3 separate regions of the Zea mays genome follow, and regions 2 and 3 are each linked to region 1. Evidence: chromatin contacts called from public Hi-C data. All regions are on one chromosome and are shown on one strand. The core of a region is the stretch at or near the end of the contact, and the rest is flanking DNA. Distances in the headings are between cores, read along the strand shown.

What was found. Hi-C and Micro-C count contacts between places; a contact is called where the count stands out from the background.
Region 2: a Hi-C map of tassel shows a contact between it and region 1, with 4 times the contacts expected there. The contact joins the promoter of LOC100273808 here to the promoter of LOC103654588 in region 1. A contact is called at or near these places in 13 of 25 Hi-C or Micro-C datasets (bundle sheath, ear, endosperm and 4 more) and 1 of 3 datasets of contacts at active chromatin or transcription factors (leaf).
Region 3: a Hi-C map of tassel shows a contact between it and region 1, with 3 times the contacts expected there. The contact joins the enhancer-like site here to the promoter of LOC103654588 in region 1. A contact is called at or near these places in 5 of 25 Hi-C or Micro-C datasets (bundle sheath, ear, leaf and 1 more) and 1 of 3 datasets of contacts at active chromatin or transcription factors (leaf).

Annotation. Positions count from the first base shown.
Region 1 is chr4:215,629,125-215,632,451 of Zm-B73-REFERENCE-NAM-5.0, forward strand. LOC103654588 (probable receptor protein kinase) reads right to left here and starts at 1,861. Exons shown (of 11, transcript NM_001327820.1): 1 at 1,498-1,861; 2 at 1,108-1,199; 3 at 481-602; 4 at 228-373; 5 at 1-133. The coding sequence starts at 1,738.
Region 2 is chr4:215,837,191-215,840,517 of Zm-B73-REFERENCE-NAM-5.0, forward strand. LOC100273808 (putative protein kinase superfamily protein) reads left to right here and starts at 1,541. Exons shown (of 7, transcript NM_001148209.2): 1 at 1,541-1,678.
Region 3 is chr4:215,762,661-215,765,987 of Zm-B73-REFERENCE-NAM-5.0, forward strand. No RefSeq gene overlaps it. Among protein-coding and RNA genes, the nearest start is that of LOC100273808, 74 kb to the right of the region's middle. Within about 2 kb of position 1,776, at least 17 of the 20 cell types and tissues checked have an H3K27ac peak or open chromatin away from gene starts, as enhancers often do. A contact at or near this core is called in bundle sheath, ear, leaf and 1 more, where this site is marked.

The DNA.
Region 1 (3,327 bases), core at 611-3,110:
CGTGCGGGAGACCTCATTGGCATGGTGACGGCACGAGACACACACCTTCTGTCTTTTCCATTCTCATCCCAGAGTTTATCCCCTATCATGGTCGACAAGAGCTTCCGGTAGCTCCTCCTTGGTGTCTCAGGTACTGCATTCACAATCCACACTTGAGCACATTGGATTCATAGCAGCTCTGAAACCACAGAATGAACAAATGCAAATGAAATTATCGACCGACATACTCGTGGTATTGCTTTGGTACAGTTCATGTTGCAACCCGTGACCAGCATCTTTATGATAAACGACTTTGCCATTGTTCACTGCAAGAACCGAGCAGCTGGCTGGAACTCTCTTTGAGCAGTACTTGGCAACTGATGTCAAGGAGGATCTACATGTTGACGGAGGGGAGGGGGGGCAGTACTTGTATCAGAACCAACTTAATGTATTTGGACAAAGACGGCAATATTCTAGTATGCAATGTATGAGATTATGTACCCGAAGGACCGGGAATTGTTCGTGACACCAAGGATGAGATGTGCTGCGCCACAAGCAGCTGCTTCTTTAACCAGAGTTTTCCGGATAGATGACCCTCCACAGACCTTGAGCTCCAAATTAATCTGTGAATACAAATGGAAGAACAAATTGATGAGAATTCTGATGCAGCCTTTAAAAAGGCAAAGTTGGCAGGGAAACTGTCTTGCCAAAATTAAACTAAATTAAATAAATAACTCTGCAGTTCAATTTTAGTAGGAAAGATGTGTAGATCGGTGGTTGTCAAAAAAAACAAGGTGCCCGAAACTTGAAGGCGTTGGAGAAAAAAGAAGAGAGAAAAACATGACCATCCAGTAAATAAAGTAGCGACAGCACGAGTGATACGGCGGAGGTGAAGACTTCGAAACAAACTAAGTATTTGACGGGCTGCTGGACTGGACCAAATTTTCATGCACGGGGAGCATCTTTGAAAGCGAAATCCAGGAGAAAAGACCAGAGCTTTGAACGGCCAGCAGCATCGAACGAAACCTAGAGGAACGGCTAGCGAAAAAAACAGAGGGAAGTGTACAGTGGCAGATTTTTTTTTTCGCAGTAAGATTTGATTTGGGAGCGGGGAGCGAACGGACGGACCTGCTTGAGGTTGCAGAAACCGTCGTAGACGGCGAGCACGGAGGCGAGCGAGTCCGCGGCCCTGCTGCGCTCATCCAGTCTCACGAGCAAACCTGTAAACGGCGAGCGAAAGAGAGAGGTGAAAAAAGGTAAAGAGAGTGAGGGATTAATTTCATCTCATCAGATTCGTCAAATGGGGAACCAAACGGGGTTTGCAAGTTTGCATGGTGAGCGAATCGATGTAGTAAACGAATGAACGGAACGGAGCTTAATAACCCGTCCACGCAAGCAAGGAAATCCCATCCCAGCAGCAGAAACGCTCCAGGGATGGATCAGCGCCTTCCAAGCAAAACGGGTGGGGGCTTATCAACTAGTCAAGAGTCAGGAGGAAGAGGGGACGGTGGGCGGTACCGTCGGCGGCGGCCGCGGTGGCGACGTGGAGTGCGACGACGCGGTCCCCAGCATTGGCGACCTTGACGAGCGCCCAGGTGAGCAGCTCGCGGCTGGCGGCGTCGCGCCTGATCCCCACCACGACCGTCCTGGACGGGGACGACGACGGGTACGGGGACGGGGAAGGCGGCGAGGGCGACGGGGGCGCCTCGCACTGGAGCAACCGCTGGCGGCGCGCGCCGTCGGGGACGAGCAGCCTCATGGCGCCGCTGCCGCCGGCGTTGGTCGATGCCTCCGAGGCTCGGACTTGGTGGCTTGCCTGCCTCGCTACGGCAGAGGAGAGAGAGGGGAACTGCAACTGAGATGAGAAAGAAGAAAGAAAAGTAGGGGGATCCGCGGGAGGCTGCGTTTTATGCGGCCTCCTGTTTCTTTGACGTTGGGCCCTCCTGCCTCCTCCCCTGCGGTGAAAAACGTCCCGTCCGGTCCCGTTTCCTGTCTGCTGTCTGCTCGCGGCTTTTTTTCTTTTCTTTTCTGCTCGTCTCCAGCCCGGTTGCGCCTGCCGCTACCTTGCTTCGATCCAACACCTCTGCAACTCGGTATTTTTTTCTCCGTAGCTAACGCATACCGCAACTGATTAATCACTATCTAATTAAATATATACATAAAATTTATGAGGGAAAACAAATACTATTTTAAGGAGGCTACGCTCTACCGGCTACCGCTACGGCCAGTGATTTTCACTAGTTGCCCGAGGAGAGGGAGGCATGAAAGAGTAGACAGGTCTAAGCAAGGCATGGGACAACAACTACCATTCTCTAGAACGATCCCGTGAAGCCGAAGGCAGCCGTACCCTTAAACTGCTCGCGTCGCTCGGATGTGTTAGTGACCCTTGGATGAGGATCGCGCGGCCTAGAAAAACGAAGATGACGTGGATACTCTGGCTGCACGTCTTTGCGCTCACGGTTAATATATAGAATTGTAGAAAAACAAACTGCCGCGCCAGCCAGACACTACTACAGCCGAGCGGAGGCACTGAAACAATCTTCCAGTAATTTTGGCACAGTTAACAGCAACCTAGTTCTCTAAAATACTTTATAAATCAATAATTTATGTAGTTAATTAAAAATTTCTCTCCAACAGCTTTCTAAATAAATTTTTTATAGTTTATTTGTTTTGTTTTAATCTGTACCGTCTTTTACTGCTTCTACAGTGCTTTTATCTTTATACATTGTAGCTACAACAGTTTAAACAACCGGCTTTAATCTGAATCAAACAACCCCCTAAGTTTAGCTACTTTTTATCTAAACTCATTTCCTCCCTACATTTGGTAACATTTTACCAACTCCCAAGACAACAAAGAATAGCAACAACCAATCATATGTCGGCATGATTTACACCTTCAGGAGCAAATCAAATCGATCGTCTCACGTGAATGGATTCAGCGTGATCCGTATGCCTGGTCTTCTGCCACCACCATTCTGTCGACGAATACTACTAGCAACAAGATGCAATCAAAATACATGTAGGAAATAGGCCCACTTATTTTTTTATGTGGATAGATTACTAAACTAAAACCTATATTCATAAAACTATTGGAGAATTCACAAATTTTAACTCCCAAAAATATTTAACAACTTCCTAAATCTATGATTTAAAGAGCTAAAATTTATATAACTATAGGAGATGCTCTGTAAAAGATCCGATCTTCAAACAAACCATATATATACCTCGTTTGAATATAGATATTAGAGAATGGAATTAGGAACTGGAATTAGTTTTCTAGAATTCCATTGTTTGGTTGCACACAGAATTGAGATTTAGAATCAGAGACTTTAATTCTCTAGAATTGGA
Region 2 (3,327 bases), core at 291-2,790, 210 kb after region 1:
CACCCTATACTAGCGGAGGCTTCTGTGGCGTCGTTGGGCGGATTGGGCCCCCCTTGCTTCGACTGAATTGCTCGCCGGAGTAGCATACCCACAGCGGATCGACCCGCGCGCGTGGGCAGCGTCGTCCGTGCCTCTGTCGTCGGTGAGAACCACCCTTTCATATTCACCATATTCTGCGGTTCACGTAGCACCTACCTGCGGTTGAATTAGGGCGTCGGGCGACTTGGGCATGGACCGCGTCGGCGGACCTCAGCCGTGGGGCGTGCAGTCACCGTCGTGGCCAGGCCGCCGGGTTTGGTGAAGGCCATGACCATGTTTTCGATGGAATTTGTTGTTTCTATAAAAAATATTGATTATATTTTACAAAATAAAACCTAAATATGAGATATATCAGGTTACTAAGAAAAACATGTATGTTTTACCGTATTTTTTCTTTTGATTTTTATATTTCTCATTTTTTGAATTTCGAGCGATTTTTTTAAAACTTTTTATAAACTGTCTCGGAAAACCATTCTCGTCTAGTTAAAGGTAACGAGAAATTTTACCGAAAACAAGTGGTTTCCGATCAGGTCACTGCTGGCCATGAATGACGTGGACATCAACCCGCTAGCATGTAGCCACCCATGCGCTAGCCTTCCACGTGTCCCTCGTGTGCCGGCTCTAGATGAGTTGCTTGCCCTCGCGTGGTCGTTGTCAGTTATGAGGTGCAAATCTGCCTGTCTCTAGCTATCTTATTTCTATTTTAAATTTTACAATGTAATCTACTGTATAAATCATCTGTTTTACACGATCTACGTGTCGCGCGAGATGTTCGTCGCACGTTCACGTGATGCCTTCCTCTTCTAGGGCTAATGGTGGAGGACTGCATTCACACCGTTAACTCCAAATGTGTCTGAGAATGCTCTTTGCAGTTAAAGTTGCATCTCTCAATGGGATTAACGGAGTTCTTTTGGCTTGTTTGAGAGCAAATAGAGTAGATTAGCAAGAGAATTAGCCCTTTAACAGCAACTTCAAAAGAACGTGTAAACTAAGGTTTTTCTTGGTCAAACAACTCCCTCGTTCTTCCAAAAAAATTCGCGTCCTACATCCGCAGCCTCCTCTCACTCATATTTTGGTGTATTCTCTCTTCCCAATCCATTCTTCAACGTATCGGATCATCCATAACCTCCCGATGACTGTATAGATTCCGCTACATGTTATATTTAGATAAACTGTTAGAGTACCCATCATAATTCACTCTTAAAACTTTTTAGCCTACTTTTAATAATCAGTTTTTGGGATAAAATTCTTAACATCCTTTTAGAGTTGCTCTGAGCCCTTCAATCTTCTTCCAAACAAACCCTTAGCTATATTTTCTTATCCTCACGATCCACCGAACAAAATTTTCCAGTAAAAAAAATACAGACCTCTTAAATCCATTTTGTACTGGTGTTGGTCAAACCACTACAAGGCATCTTTATTCTAGTGGAGCCTACTTGCCTGCTGGGCCATCATATTCATACGCCGCCTCCATACAGCTCGGAAAGATATCCCTCCGATCCAGTTCCGGCATGCTTAATCTTCGGGTCAACGGTTTCGATGGAAACCCAGTGAGACACTGCGGCCTTCGCCCTTCCATCTTCATCCAGCTGGGGAAGATAACCCTCCGATCCGGCGCAGGCATGCTTAATCTGTCCAGGTTAGTAGTAGATCTTCTCGACGCATAATATGAGTTGGTAGCCAATCAATAATTCATTCTACAGCCCCCCGCGTCGTCGTGAGGGACGGCACGGGCGGTTCCCGCAACGCCGCCACCAACCCTCTCGCTCCTCATCTCCCTCCCCTCGCCGCCGTCCGAGCTCGCTGGCGGAGGTCCGCCTGGCGGCAATGAAGGTGGCGGCGGGGCCTCTTTCCCACGGGCTCTCTCCCCACGCTCGCCATCAGGCTTGTCACCATGGTAGCGACGTCGGTGGTGGCTGACTTTTGAGTGGCGGGTGCTCTCGTGGTTCGGCCCGGTGGTGGCAGATCCGGTGACGCCGGATCCGGTAGTCCTCGATCCGATCCTTCGTTGTGGACGCCAGCGTGGATTAGCACGGAAAAGTCTCCTTTGCTCCACTGACAATGAGCTTTAAATTTTGCACTATAAAATTTAAGGATAGTAAGATTGGACTCTATTTCTATTAATTTTTGAACTAAAATATTTTTAGGGCCCCAATAATTTATGAAGAAACATTTGGATCGCGATCCATTACCACCCCTAACCTCGCTTGACTCTCCTCTACTTAGCTTAGGGGTGTTAATCTTCAAGTTAGGACCCTGTATGTTCTGGATGCCGTGTCAGTCATCCTCGACGAGTTCCCAGTTTGGTGCACGACGATCTCGCCGGCGTCGACACTATCTCTGTCCGAGAGCCCCGACGATAGCCCGGTGCACTTGCACTCGGGAGCGCTATGTCAAGCTAGGGTAAGAGACTTTTCCCCTGGTAATCCATGCTGGAAAGGACGTGGTGCGCGGGTGTGTTGAGTCACATAGGCGAAAGTGGCAAAACTGTGGCGTATTTCAAAATTCGTTGGCAATGTGTTATGGACAATCTAAAACTGGCATTTGGAGAGTTGACATCCGTAAGGATGGCAAAGAGTTAATTATCTAGCTTGGGGAACGTGGTCATGTTCCATGGCACTAGGTGGCGGCATAGGCGTGTTATGCTTTGGTGGCGGCACGGGTAAGGTGAGCGCGGCGTGACAACCTCTGCGGTGACTTGCGCGAGGATTTGCACAATAGTTTAGTTTGCACTTGCTGATGTCGATGACGAGAGCGCAACATGATGGATTCACACCGGGGGACGACGGTCTAGAGTCTAACAACCAGATCTGTTCAACTCAGATCGGAATCGTTTGTCGGAGATGTGCTTTCGAGTGACGACCGTGAAGAGGCGGTCCTAGAGGAGCTTGTGGCTGACTCAGGTGTGGTGGCAGTTGCGTGGAGGCGGCGGGAGGCCACGCATGCACATCGACGACTAGAATGTCGTGCGAGCGCAGTGCCTGCACGAAGGCCATGTGTGTGCAACGATCGTGCGACCATGATGTGAAGGCCGTGCATGATTTGTGGTGGGTGTGCGTGAGTGGTGGAGGCGGTAGGCAGTGCGTGTGCTGCGGTGGCGTGGCAATGGTGCGGCGAGGCCAGGAACAACACCAACACAGAGGTGATTGAGAGCACGTGGTGGCGGTGCGAAGTTGGCATGGCGAAGACACGAAACCCACACATGGGCAATGGTGGCAATGAGGCCGTGGGTAGTGAAAGTGAGCAGGTGGCAGTGGCACAACAGCATAGGGGCCGCACATGCTATGG
Region 3 (3,327 bases), core at 526-3,025, 130 kb after region 1:
AGGTCATGCCCCGCCCCCGTTCGTATATAGATGTCTACATGGTACTGATGGTTGCAATGTAGTGGTGAAATAATTAGATTAAAATAATAAAATTTATGTATTGCTACGTCTGCTTGGTATTGATGGTTGCAATGTAGTTGTGAAATAGCTAGATTAAAACAATGAAATTTATATGTGGCTAGGATCACAAATGGATTATTAAATTTTTCTCAGAACAGTATAACACATATTTGTACATAAATTATTGTGGTATTATATGTTTCCGTTGCAACGCACGGGCACTCACCTAGTTAATGATTAAGAATGAAGGGCGCGAAGTGTTGAGAATGAGCTATAGATGTGTTTTTTTCTTCCATGTGTAGTCATTTGTTATAGCAGCTTCTCTAGAAACCTGCTTGCTTAGATCTAGGGATGGCAATGGGGAATTCCCCATTAGGGAATAGCTCTCCATACCCGTTCCCGCGATGATTTTTTTCCGTGGGGATCCCCATAAACGCTTGCGGGGAACGTTTCTTCACCATCCTTGTTCTCCGTGGGGATAAATCCTCGACGGGGATCCCTGTTCTCGTCCCCATTTACCCATCAGGGTAAGAATTTTTCACGTTTACACAACAACACTGTACATCATTTTCAGCGCCCACCGATATTTTCGGCGGTCACTGACACGGCCGCCGAAAATAGCTTATTTTCGGCTGCAAGGGACCTATTTTTGGCGGCTTCGTGTAGCGGCGTAGTGTTACATCCCGTGGTGGAAAAAATTTTCACATCTCATCCTCTAATGCAGGAATTCGCTGCAGGGAATCCGGAACGGGGCCTCGTTGCCATCTCTACTCATATCCACATCAATCAAGAAAAAAAAAGTCGATGTAGGAAACGTCGATATTTTGGTGAAGAAACCTGCATGCATGCGGACTCTTGGGTCCTATGTGTAGTAGCGGCGGGCGGGCGTTGAAGTCTGCAACTGTTTGGCCGGTTTGTCAGTTGCTGGTTTAATTAGTGGTGCAAGATCCGAGAGACGCAACAGAGCGCCAAACAACAATGTTCGATTTTTTTCGGGAAACGAGAACAACAATGTTTTGTCAGATAAAGAGAGTATGCACATGCAGGGGCTGCCGGCGCACTTGCCTGGTCCAGTCAGGTACTGAGATGCCGCTACCAATAATCGAGAAGGGCAGCAGGCACTGAGGCAGCCATCTGTTTAGGGTCTTGGCTTTGAGGGCCCCATCCATCATATTCATCCTGATCTACCGCGCTGCGCGCTACAGCCATGTGCAGATGCCTAAGGTCAGGCAGGCTCATGCCTGGAGGACGGCTCGGCGAACACATGCTACTCCGGTAGCTAGCACGTGAGACCGATCGTCCTGTATAAATATCGGTCTGGTTGTTGCACTTGCACCACCGTGCACGCCGTACGTCTTCGTTCGCTGCCGCAACCCACGGCTGGTGAAGACGCATGCAGCAGACGCACGCGACGGCTCTGGCGCGCGGTGAAGGATGACGACGTACGGGACGGCCGGCGAGTAGTCCAATCGAAGGCAGCAAGACAGCCCGGCAGATAATGGCGCAGGACGCCTCCGGTCTCCCTCTCCTTGGGCAACGAACGAACCCGGCCGCATCCATCGATCCGTGTCGGTCGGCTGTTAATTGTCTCCGTCCGACCGCACGCCACCGCCCACCGACGTATACGTACGTAACATGCTCTGTCTTTGTGACCGGCAACCGGGCCGGGCCTACTCGATCGCAAGAGCCGGAGCGGAGCTGGACCCAGCCTACGGTTGGTGCCACAAGAACACGCTGTACAAGCACATGATTCCACCGATCTACTAGCTACTAGCTACTCTGTACTGTACGTACGACTCCAATAATTAATTACTCTCGATCGTGTCCCCCAGCTTCAAGCTAGACCCTGCAGTTGAGCCCCTGGCTTCCATTAATTCCAGATGCCTAGCTTGCGCACCACATGATAGTCACGACGAGCGAGCGAGATGGGTTTAATTAACTAATAATAACGTGCACCATCAACTTGCGGACCTGAATCATTAATGGAGCCACGTACGTACCGATGGTTAGTTACATGATGGATTGATTGTGACAGTAGCATATTTTCTGCCACCATGCATGTCGCCTTTGCTGCGTGTGGACCGCGTGCATCATCATGCAACATTGGCATATGCACGCGCGCTCTGCTCAATCTTGACCCTAGCAGGACGCGCAATCTGTCCAGGTAACTTTTAACGGTAACCGCCCATCCCGGTTCTAACGTACGTTGAATTTTAGGTAGAACGCACGCAGTAGCTAGGCGTGCGTCGCGTTGACCGAGTTCGTTAGCCAAGTATGTACATACGGTGGTGCACGTGTGCATGAGCGCGCAACGAGGCTTCCTCCCCTTTCTCTGTTAGGGGGTGTTTGGTTGCTCCTGCTAAAGTTTAGCCCGGGTCACATCAAGCGTTTGACTTTTAAATAGGAGTATGAAATATAGATCCAACCAACTGGACTAGATTCGTCTCGTCTTTTAATCTTCGGCTGACAAATTAGTTTTATAATCCGACTACATTTAATACCCGGAACGTAGGTTTAAACATTCGATGGGACAGGGACTAAATTTTAGCGGGGTGTAACCAAACACCCCCTTAGTTAGCTACCGAGCTACACGTAGGAGTGGTTAGCAGACAACGTAACTGCAGCAGCATATAACCTACAGCTCACCTCAGCGGACACGCCACGCTATAGTATATTCATGCAATGCATATGCGATCTCTTGCATTGGGTTCATACACCCAAACATATCCCCCGACAGCTAATAACTAACAAAATCCGCCCTGATTCCGCGTTGAATGGGATATCGGGAAAATTATTGCCTCCTCTGTTGCCTCTTGCCTAGCAGCGAGCAAGTACTTACGAAGAAACACCTCTGAAACACTCCTACGCTCTAAGGCTTGTTTTGGATTATTACACAGTTTCTTTTCTTTTTTTTTAATTGAGCTGATTTGTATAAAAATTCTGTGCAGTCCATATAAAATTACTGTGTGTGCTCCCAAAACAGATGCGTGCAATATCATACCTAATGGCTTTTTATCGTAATGCGTGAAACCAAAAACAAATGCTCATTAAGTAAATGGCTTTTTAAATTATTTAATGAGGAGGTGTCTTGTGGCGAAGTCTGCTCACATTAGAGGAGCTACATTTATTTTCGACGGCGAGAGATCGCTGAAAATAGGGCCTCTAATGCCGAAAATAAATTATCTTCGGCGTCTTTAGGCCTATTTTCGGCGGCTTCTGGCCGCTAAAAAAATTAGCCGAAAATAAACAATAATTTTCGTCGGCCGA